2 separate regions of the Mus musculus genome follow, and region 2 is linked to region 1. The links are chromatin contacts, called in public HiChIP or PLAC-seq maps. All regions are on one chromosome and are shown on one strand. The core of a region is the stretch at or near the end of the contact, and the rest is flanking DNA. Distances in the headings are between cores, read along the strand shown.

The links. HiChIP or PLAC-seq counts read pairs in DNA pulled down with a chosen protein or histone mark.
Region 2: a FOXA1 HiChIP or PLAC-seq map of pancreatic cancer cells shows a contact between it and region 1. The contact joins the promoter of 1700065J11Rik here to the promoter of Akr1b10 in region 1. A contact is called at or near these places in 2 of 115 datasets of contacts at active chromatin or transcription factors (bone marrow-derived macrophages and pancreatic cancer cells) and 1 of 9 other capture datasets (liver).

Annotation. Positions count from the first base shown.
Region 1 is chr6:34,380,804-34,385,849 of GRCm38.p6, reverse strand. Akr1b10 (aldo-keto reductase family 1, member B10 (aldose reductase)) reads right to left here and starts at 1,603. Exons shown (of 10, transcript NM_172398.3): 1 at 1,443-1,603. The coding sequence starts at 1,508.
Region 2 is chr6:35,327,139-35,332,680 of GRCm38.p6, reverse strand. 1700065J11Rik (RIKEN cDNA 1700065J11 gene) reads right to left here and starts at 1,835. Exons shown (of 3, transcript NR_040526.1): 1 at 1,799-1,835.

The DNA.
Region 1 (5,046 bases), core at 354-2,853:
TACAGACACCAAATCCAGACACTATTGTGGATGCCAATGTGGATCCTAACAGGAGCCTTATATAGCTGTTTCCTGGGAGGCTCTGCCAGAGCTTGACAAATACAGAGGTGGATGCTTGCAGCCAACCATTGGACTGAGCACAGGGTCCCCAGTGGAGGAGTTCGAGAAAGGAGTGAAGGAGCTGAAGGAGTTTGCAACCCCATAGGAAGAACAACAATATCAACCAACCAGACACCCTAGACCTCCCAGGGACTAAACCACCAACCAAAGAGTACACATGGAGAGACTCATGGCTCCAGCCGCATATGTAGCAGAGGATGGCCTTGTCGGGCATCAATGGAAAGAGAAGCCCTTGGTCCTGTGAAAGCTTGATGCCCCAGTGTAGGGGAATTCGAGGGTGGGGAGGTGGGAGTAGGTGGGTAGGTGAGGGAAGAAGCAGGGGGAGGGGGGATGGGATAGGGGGATTCTGGAGGGGGGACCAGGAAAGGGGATAACATTTGAAATTTAAATAAAAAATAAATCTAATTTTTAAAAGATCATAAAACAGCAACAGCTGCGCCATCACTGGGACAAGGAATTGCTTCCAGCCACTCAGAGGCACTGAGGTCCAGGCTGAAAGCCCCGCCCCCCTGCACGCGCACTGCTGGCAGCACGGGCTACTCATCCTGAGCCCAACTCCTTTACAGTCTGCGTCTGCTGTTGAAATTCTGAAAGTTCATCTCTGTGAAGTTTTCCATGTGAGTTGATTCCCTGGAGATCTGCAAGTGATTAGTTATTGTTTTGATGGATGTGTAATTTCTGGCTTGGTCCAAAACCGTTTCACTAAGCATTGAGATGAGCCTCGGAGAAACTTGCCAGGTGAGTTGAACACAGCCAGGGTGGGACCTGAGCTGACTCTCGCTCAGTCTCTCTGCCACCCTGATCCTGCTCGGGCTTTAACATGTGGGAACTAGTGGGGTCTTTGGAAAGTGAACGTGCCTGGGCTGGGGTCTGAGACTGGGCTTTCACAGGCTCCCAGACTACTCTGAAGTAGGTAATGGGGTCCTTCAGCATGGGTAGCAAGGGCAGCTGGGTCATTTGGAGCTCAGCGTTCTCGTTCTAAATAATTCAACCAGAAATAAATACACAGCCAAAACTTGTAAACTGTGAAGTAATTCTGAGGAAAAGCTTGCGACGAGAATAACTGCCTGGAGATGATGGTTTGCTGTACTTTGTAAAAATCCAGGAACAGCTGGGATCCCGACACTTGTTAGGGAAGTTAGACGCCAGCTCTGAGGCCTGAAGCAGCACAAAAACTGAAAGCAACTTGGGTCAAGGCTGTAGAGTTCCAGCCTTACCCGACCCCAACCCCCACCCGGCAGGCAAATGCTATGCAAAGAGGAAGACGTGCCAAGACCTGTCCCCACTTGAAAAAAGCAGCTGCCCAAAAACTGCGCACTCACCTTCCAGGTGCCCAGGCCCACAATGGGCATCTTGGCTCCGGTAAGGAGCGTCACGAAGGCGGCCATGGTTGCTGCAGAAACGGTTCAAAGGGAACAGACGGGAGCCTTTGCCTAAATTAGGAGTCTGGCAACTGGTTCCGTGTCCTTGAGGAGACAGGCTCTTCTTCCTACTGGCTAGCAGCCACAGCCTGGGGGCGGGCACTGGCACAGGAAGTGCATTTCGGTTTTTCGTAGGGTTGACCAGCAGTAAACACTGCAGAATACTAAGTTTCCCTGCTGCAGAGTGCAAGGCTCCCGCAGCAGTGCCCGCACAGGTGTGTGGACAAAAATAACAGGCAGTGAAAGATGAATGCATAAGTTTATTTAAGGAAGGTCATTGCTTCGAGAGTGCACATACTCTAGGGGTCCAACAAGTTTTCAGCTAGGGAAAAAAAATTCAAGGCAAACAAGGAGGCATATAGCAATCATTCTGATATCGATTAGTACTGATAACCCACTACTGTCAGACTAGCCACATCAATTATTTCTGAAACCACTATTTCACTAGCTACAATATTGATAACAAGAGATATCGGTGGGAAATCAATTGACGGATGTCCTTGCAGAATTTTTTTTCAATTTTTATTATTTATTTACATTCCCGTCCCCCCTTTTGTCCCCCCTCCCAAAATTTTTCATCCCATTCCTCCTCCCCCTTGCCTCCGAGAGGGTGCCCCCGCAGACCTCCCCCTCCCCTGGGGCTTCAAGCCTCTCAAGGATTAGGCACATCTTCTCCAACTGAGGCCAGACCAAGCAGACCTCTGCTGTATTTTTGCCAGGGGCCTCCGACCAACCCGTGTATGCTCCTAGTTGGTGGCTCAGTCTCTGGGAGCTCCCTGGAATCCGGATAAACTGAGACTGCTGGTCTTCCTATGGGGTCACTCTTCCCTTCAGCTTCTTCAGTCCTTCCCCTAACTCAACCATAGGGGTCCCAGACCTCAGTCCAACGGTTGGGTGTATCCGCCTCTGTCTCTGTCAGCTGCTGGTAGGGCCTCTCAGAGGACAGTCATACAGGCTCCTGTCTGTAAGGACAACACAGCATCAGCAATAGTATCAGACCTTAGCGCCCTCCCATGAGATGGATCCCAAGTTGGGCCAGTCACTCTTTTTAATGTATGAATTTGAAAAGCAGTAATGTGAGGCTGGACCAAAGAAGAAAGAATCATAATCTCAACTTCCTTAACACAAAAGTAAACACAGAGTAACATTATGTGCGGTTATAGTAGCCTCTGTGTCAGGCGTGGCTGTGTGAGTGTGTAATTTCATCTGTGTTCACACAATTGCTGTAAGATCATGGGAGTAAATTGGTCTAGAAGTAGAGATTACCTATTAGTCATTTCGACATGATCTTTTACTACTAAAATTCTCCTTCTCCTCCTCCCTCCTCACCCCTCCCCCTTGCTCCCCACCCTCCTGTTCTTCCCTCATTCCTACTTCCCCCTCCCCTCCTCCTCCTCCTCCTCCTCCCCCCTCACCTGCTTCCCTCCTCCCCTCCCTTCTTTTCTTTCTTTTTGTTTTCAAAGATTTATTTATTTATTTTATGTATGTGAGTACACTGTACCTGTACAGATGGTTGTGAGCCTTCATGTAGTTGTTTGGAATTTAATTTTTGGGACCTCTACTTGCTCTGGTCAATTCTGCTCTCTCTGGTCAGCCCTGCTCGCTCTGGCCCAAAGATTTATTTATTATTATACATAAGTACACTGTAGCTGTCTTCAGAAATACCAGAAGAGGGTGTCAGATCTCATTACAGGTGGTTGCTGGGATTTGAACTCAGGACCTTTGGGAGAGCAGTCAGTGCTCTTACCCACTGAGCCATCTTTCCAGCCTCTTTTCTTTCAATAATAAAAAAGTTTCTTCATTCTTCTTTGCTTTTCTTTCAGATTTAATGACTTGACCATGCTGCCACTTGCTCCTCTCCACTCCCTCTCAACCCTGCCCCTGGATTCCTTCCAGACTTCATTAGGACATTCTATTAAGTCAGGTTTGGCTTCAGAAAGCAAGTTACTTCAACATAATACTGGATGACAAGTAGGTCCCAATGACAGGGGCTACTTTATGCTTCTCTGCCTCTCTGGCCTTTTCTCTGGCTTCTCACCTCTCAGCTTTCCCAGAGCATCTAGTGAGTAGGGGCTCAGATCATAAGCAAAGCCCTATCTCTTGTTTTCCGTGTCTGTCACGTGCCACTTGCTGCACTCAATGCTAGAATGCAGTCCCTGTCTTCCAGAAGTTTGTGTGGGAGCCAGATTGGGGTGCAGGAGTAAGTTCCAGGAACAGAGGATTGAGAAGGTATGTGTAGAACTTCTGATGTATGTGTGTGTGAGAGAGAGAGTCTACAGAATACATTGCATATATATATATTACAAAGTGTTGGAGTCCAAGATTCGCCTCATAAACCACATGAACACCGATCTCAGTCAGACAGGGATGGTTTATTGGACACATATCCTAAGAATGATCAATTGGGGCTGTAGTTCAGAGTTTGGAGGCTGAGTTACAACTCTGAACATCTTTCTCTGTCAGGTTATAAAGGCTAAAACCACAATGAGCTCATACACAGGTGCAGGAAGTGTTGCCTAGCGGTTGGCTCTGATTCAAGCCATTTTAGACATAACACTTCATATTGACCTTTAATTTGATGGGTCCTATGTAAAGCTTTGTGGAATTTCTTAAGACTAACAAAGCTCAGAACATATAGAACATAACAGGATATGTGATCAGCATGACCTTGCTCTGAGTCAAGTTATTTTTCTGTACCAAAGACTGGCAGGCAAATTACAGCAACAATATGAAATAGCTGACAGGCATGGAACAAAATGGCTGCAGCTATGCTGGGCTTGAGGGCAGGCCTCAACACAAAGGCTCTGGAGAGAGATGAAGAGAAGAGCTGTGTATTTTAAGACAGGAGACTCACACAAGAGTCATCCAGGCCAGAACTGGTTGGCCAGACCAAGTGGCCTGAAAGGCACCCTCATGGATGGCACTTCAGAGATTTACCTTTGTCTAATTTATACGTATCATCCTTAGAGTATTAATGACCTTGTGGAAAGTTACAATGAACAACTAAAACATTCAAGACACAGTCAAGCCTCTAGATTTTAAAAAAAACATCCACACAAAGAAGCCCTGCATCTTCTGCAGATGCCTGTGTTGGGGTTCAGCCAGCATAGAGAAAGTGAATGTGACTGTATTGGCTAGATTTTGTGTGTTAACTTGACACAAGCTGGAGTTATCACAGAGAAAGGAGCTTCAGGTAAAGAAATGCCTCCATGAGATCCAGCTGTAAGGCATTTTCTCAATTAGTGATCAAGAGTGGTCTCATCCCTGGGCTGGTGGTCCTGGGTTCTATAAGAAAGCAGGCTGAGCAAGCCAAGGAGGAAGCCAGTAAGCAGCACCCTCCATGGCCTCTGCATCAGCTCCTGCCTCCAAGTTCCTGCCCTGTGTGAGTTCCTGTCCTGACTTCCTTTGGTGATGAACAGCAATGTGAAAGTATAAACCGAATAAACCCTTTCCTCCCCAACTTGCTTCTTGGTCATAATGTTTTGTGCAGGAATAGAAACCCTGA
Region 2 (5,542 bases), core at 586-3,085, 950 kb before region 1:
AAGCAATTATTTGAATGATAATGCACATTTAACCTATGAGGATCTGCCAAGCCATAAGCACTGAACAGCCCGAAATCAGAATTACTACATTTGTAGGACCAAGCATCTTACACCGGCACCCACCAATCGCTTACAGGAGTGATCCGTGATCCATATTCATTGTTGGTTTGGCAGGATTTAGAATTACTGAGGAGACAAGCCCCTGGGCCTGTCTGTAGGGGATGATCTAGATTAGATCCATTGAAATAGGAAGGTTCATCCTAACTGTGAGTTGAACCATTCCATGGACTGGGGTTCCTAACTGAATAAAAACAAAGGGTTGTCTAGAGAGATGGCTCAGCGGTTGAATGGCACCTGCTGTTCTTACAGACAGCTCAGGTCTGGTTCCCAGCACGCACAGGCTGGCTCACAACCATCTGCAACTCCAGTTCCAAAGGATCTGATGGCCTTCCTGGATACCAGGCACTAACGTGGCATGTGCTGTGTGTGTGCGTGAGTGCAGGAAAACACTCACACATATAAATAAATAAATCTAAAAAGGAAAACAACTAATGAGGCCAATATTCATCTCTCTGCTTCTTGATTGTCAGTGCCTGTGACCAGCCACACCCCCTGCCATCATGCCTTCCTGGCCATAATAAACCAAACCAAGACCTTCCTTCTTTAAGTTGCTTCTTGTTGGGTATTTGGTCACAGCTGGGGAAAAAATACCTAATATATCTCCTAAGGTGAGGTCGGCAGACTGCAATCAAAACACCTTGTACAGGATGCTGGAGGCACCAGTTCTGCCCCAGTCCCTCTGGGCTCACCCTTGATCTTTCTCCTCCTCCACTCCTCTCCTGTGGAAGCTAGTCCCTGCTCTCTACTGATCTCTCTTTTGTGGGCTCAGGAGAAAAGAATAGAGAACAAAGAGATGTCGAGGAGGCTGCTAAAGAGCTTTTGCTCAAGGCACTCAGGTCCCTGTATCCTGCTTTAGAAACTATTTTCCCCTAAACATCACCCCACACATGTCTTCTGGGGACCACAGTCCATCCAGTGCACCTCTGGATTCAAGGTGGCATGCCACCCACCTGGCTTTACTAAGGTCTGGGAGGAAATGGTTCCCTGGGATGCTAAGGAGCTGGTGGAAGCCCCTGAACTCAAGGCTCCCAGCCCAATAGCAGGCAGAGCTAGTCCTGGTCTGGAACTGTCCTTTCCCTAGGCTGGGCTCATCCTCAGCACATAAAAGCCACAACATTGTGTAAACAGCCAGACAGTGCCATCCCACATCAGCCCATACCTGCCAGGGCTCTCAAGTGTTTTTCTGACCTCTCCCGACCCCCGCCCACCTCTTGTTCTTACTGGAAAAATTCCTCCCCAGAGTTTCCAAATTCAAAAGGGAGAAAAGGAAGATTCCCTTCCATTTTGATTGTGGATGAAAATAAATCCATTGTAAGTTTCTTACCCCAAATCAGATTCGCTAACGAACTGGTCCAGGGCTGTTAAGGACAAATGTGAATGTTTTCAGAGGTGTTTTTGGAAAATCACGGACAGTGGCCAGGAGACGAACCTGCTGAGCTGTGGTTATTGGCATCGTGATTCAAAGCAGGAAATTCCTTACATAACTCACCCTCTCCCAAGCCTGCTGGGAGCAGGAGAGTCCAACTCCTCCCTGGGCTCCCTTCTGTTCCCAGACTGCTACCCACTGGGCCTGAACATGGCTGACCATCTACTTACTAAGCCAGAGCAAATGTGCATGCCTATCCTTCAAATCCCTTCAAGGCCAGACTCTAGGGGAGAAGATAAGGAAAATACTAACCACTCCCTCCATAAGGCTCCACGTCTTCTCCTTCTATGCAATGTAACCAGTGAGCAAATAAGATACCCTCTCCAGGCAACATTCCATTCTAGAATATTCCTTCTGGTACCATACCAACCCCCACCTTCCACTTCTCTAACCTCTAAGGATCTAAGACAGACAGACAGACACGCAGACAGACAGATGGACACACACACACAGAATCTATCAGTCTGGGTAGGCTAATTACTACAACAAGCACCTCAGTGAACGAACACAATGACAGTTTCACATTTGCTCACATTTAATAGCTGCTCATCTAAGCTGAGCCATGACTACACAGGGGACTTTCATTTGCTTTCTAAGCTATATTTTCTGCTTTCTAAGTCACAGTTCTTTAAGGAACCGTAGCTTGCACATTTTTTATGGAAGCAAGAGTTCTCCTCGGTTCTTCTTTACAGTTTGGAGTATAAGGAACAGATCCCAAAGTGCACTGTGTGAACCCCACAAAGTTGGCAGAGATCCGGTCCGTCATGTTCAGTCAGTGCCGCCATTAGCGGGCCTAACCCTTTCTCCACTGACACGCTGCTCTGGCAAGCAGAGCTTCCGGCCTCACAGACACATGGAAGCTGAATTGCCCAAAGGATTCTTGCGCCTGGCAGAGAATACTCTGCGCACATGGACATTGCAGGAGGACATTCTGGCCTGGCCTGGCCTGACACAAGACTACACGTATCACTGAGTCACTGATGATGGCAGTCCTAGCGGGATGAATGGATGCGTCGTCTGCCTTGGAGGCCAGCACTCTGTGACTCCATCTGTGCTTCTGTTGTCAAACCAAATTACCTCACTTATGGATTTAAAATAGAATCCAGACCAAAGGTGCTGGCTGTGTAGACAGGGAGGGAGGATTCAGTAGACGCGATTCTGGGTACCAAGCCAGAAGAGAAGGCTGGAAGCTGACACAGGCATTCCCACTGTTCAAAACCTGTGGCTTCTTTCTACATTCCTTTGCTCATTCATTCAACACTTTACCTACAGACTGAATGGGTCTATTCCCTTGGGCATGTCTGACTCCCGTGGACCATGTCACCAAACCCGCTTGCCTTTTGGCTGCCATTTAGGTCAGGGTATCAGGAGGCAAGAGGTATAAACAGGAAGTTGAAAGGAGAGAGTCTGAAGAGTAACAGCAGGAAAATCGCAAAACATGAGGTTGCCCAGCTTTAGAGCCAATCAGAGCTGAGGTTGCCCAGCTTTAGAGCCAATCAGAGCTGAGGTTGCCCAGCTTTAGAGCCAATCAGAGCTGAGGTTGCCCAGCTTTAGAGCCAATCAGAGCTGAGGTTGCCCAGCTTTAGACCAATCAGAGCTGAGGTTGCCCAGCTTTAGAGCCAATCAGAGCTGAGGTTGCCCAGCTTTAGAGCCAATCAGAGCTGAGGTTGCCCAGCTTTAGAGCCAATCAGCAAACATCCAAGGAAGCCCTATTCTCTCAAGGTCCTTTGGACAATCCTTTAGATTTATAAAATAAGTTCTATGAGCAAGCATGACACCAGAAGCCGGCTAGTATCAGAGCCAGGAGAACTAACTTCATAAGATGCAATCGTGTGCTGGGTCAGCTCCTACCATGCAGGATGCCCAAGAGCCCATTGTTAGAATTTCAGAAACTTGAAAGCTGCTTTCTAAACCACTTAGTAGCTTCAGGTCAGCCTTAGTGGGAGTATGTTCATCAGAGAAATTGGCAGGCAAACTAGGTTTTCTCCCCAGTCCCTGAGAACGGATTAACCAACCCTCTATTTAAGGGTTCTAGAAACAGAAGGCTGTGAGGCCGGTTAGAGGAGTCATTTTGCATGCATAATCTCATAGGCTCAGGCTGAAGCCCCAGGTCTCCTAACAGAGTGACCTTCGGTAGATTTTTTTGACCCCTCTGAGCCTGTTTCTTATTGTGTCTATAGTGTCTATGCGCTGAATACAGAGTCTGTAGCAGGTATTGGTCTCAGCTCTTACACATATTAATTCCATTCCTAATAGCATTCTTCAGAAAGGAAACTACCTGTCTCCTCGTTCTGCAGAGAGGGAAATGGAGGCAAAGGTTGGGTGGAGGAACCACACTAAGACTTCACAGCTAGTAGCTGTCAGAATAACAAGAGCAGGCAGCCTGCCCCTGAGCTTTGCCTGGCTTCCAGCCCTGCACTGCCTGATCCGGTGGTCACTGGCCACCCCACACTACAGAGAGCTTCATCTTGGTTGACTGATATTGAGGATACAATCACATGTCGCAGACTGCACACAGCCTGGTTTCTGCTCTACTGCAGCCAGGCTTCCCTTAAAGTCTTGCCATCATCCTTTAGGAGGTGTTAAACTTACAAGAGGGTTTGGCTTGAGTTTCTAATTCAACAAAGAAAAATAATAAACTGTTTATTATTTGGAACCGAAAGGTTCCTGAAACTGATATCTGAAACAGCGATGTGTCTGAAGACAGCAGCACAGCCAGGTAGAACTCAATTAGCAAGCAGATTGCTCTTTGAGCCACCTGCACTGTGTGGGAAATGTGGTCTCCTTTGAATGGGGAGTAGCCGTGGTCCTCGCTTGTGCATTGTCTATAAGATGTTTATACGTGTACAAAAGTTTTGTCGTGATCTGAGACTGGAGGCCTTTACTTTTAAACTTTAATTTCAATTTTCTAAACAAGTAGTAACACAATGGGGCCACTTCCTGCTTACAGTGAGTGTTAGAAGCTTCGATTTGTGTGCATTGCGTGTGTGGTTTCTCAGACCCGGAATATTCAGGGGTGAAGAGGGGTGGCAAGAACTACGCATGAGCCGTGAAAATAGTCATTAATGGAATTAGTCTTTCACCCCTGCCTCTTAGGACTTTTATCAACCATTAAATGCAACAACTCCCAAAAGAAGAAAGTGTGATATGAGACACATTTAAGACGTCAAAGACTTTTGTATGGTGTGTGTGTGTGTGTGTGTGTGTGTGTGTGTGTGTGTGTGTGTGTGATATGTCTTGTTAGCACTTACTGATTGTAGAAATGATATTTCGAATATGGTAAATTAAGTACAATGAGATGTAACTACACCTGTTTCTTTTATTTTAAGGGGGTTTCTAGAATTTGTAACCACATACGTCTGCAGGGAGCACTGCTCCATACTGACCTCCTCATTGTAAACTTTGACCAGTTAACACAGGTGATGAGTCTAACACTAAACCTGAAACATGCTAAACACCCGAGGGCCATTATCTATATTAGTGACATCAGTGGCTTTCTCTGATTAGCAGGGAGCTCCAATGGAAGTATAAGGGACCGCATGGTGTCCACTCTGGTAGTCCACTTATCCTGACCACTGTCTCCACAGGCTAGAAAGCCGTAACAGTAAGAGATTCTTCAAAGTTCTCCAAGCTTTCATAGTCTCCTCTAGAGGTAAGGGAAGGGGGCACATAATTAGAGACATAGCATGCCTACAACTGTGCTTCTATGTGTGTATGCCTGTACATGTCTGGGGAGCGAGTGAGCATTGCCTGTGCATGCATGTGAGAGCGATGTCAGGTGTCTTCCTTAATCCTGCTCCACCGTACAAACCTGAAATTTAACCAATTCATGTAGCGAGTCCGGTCGGCAGGCCTGGGGATCCTCCTGTCTCTGCCTCCCCAGCTGAGGACTGAGATTACAAACAGATGCTGCTGTGCTGGTTACTTCCTGAGTACTGGGGATCACGCTCACACAGCAAGCTCTTTAACAACTGAGCCGTCTCCCAGTACTTTTTA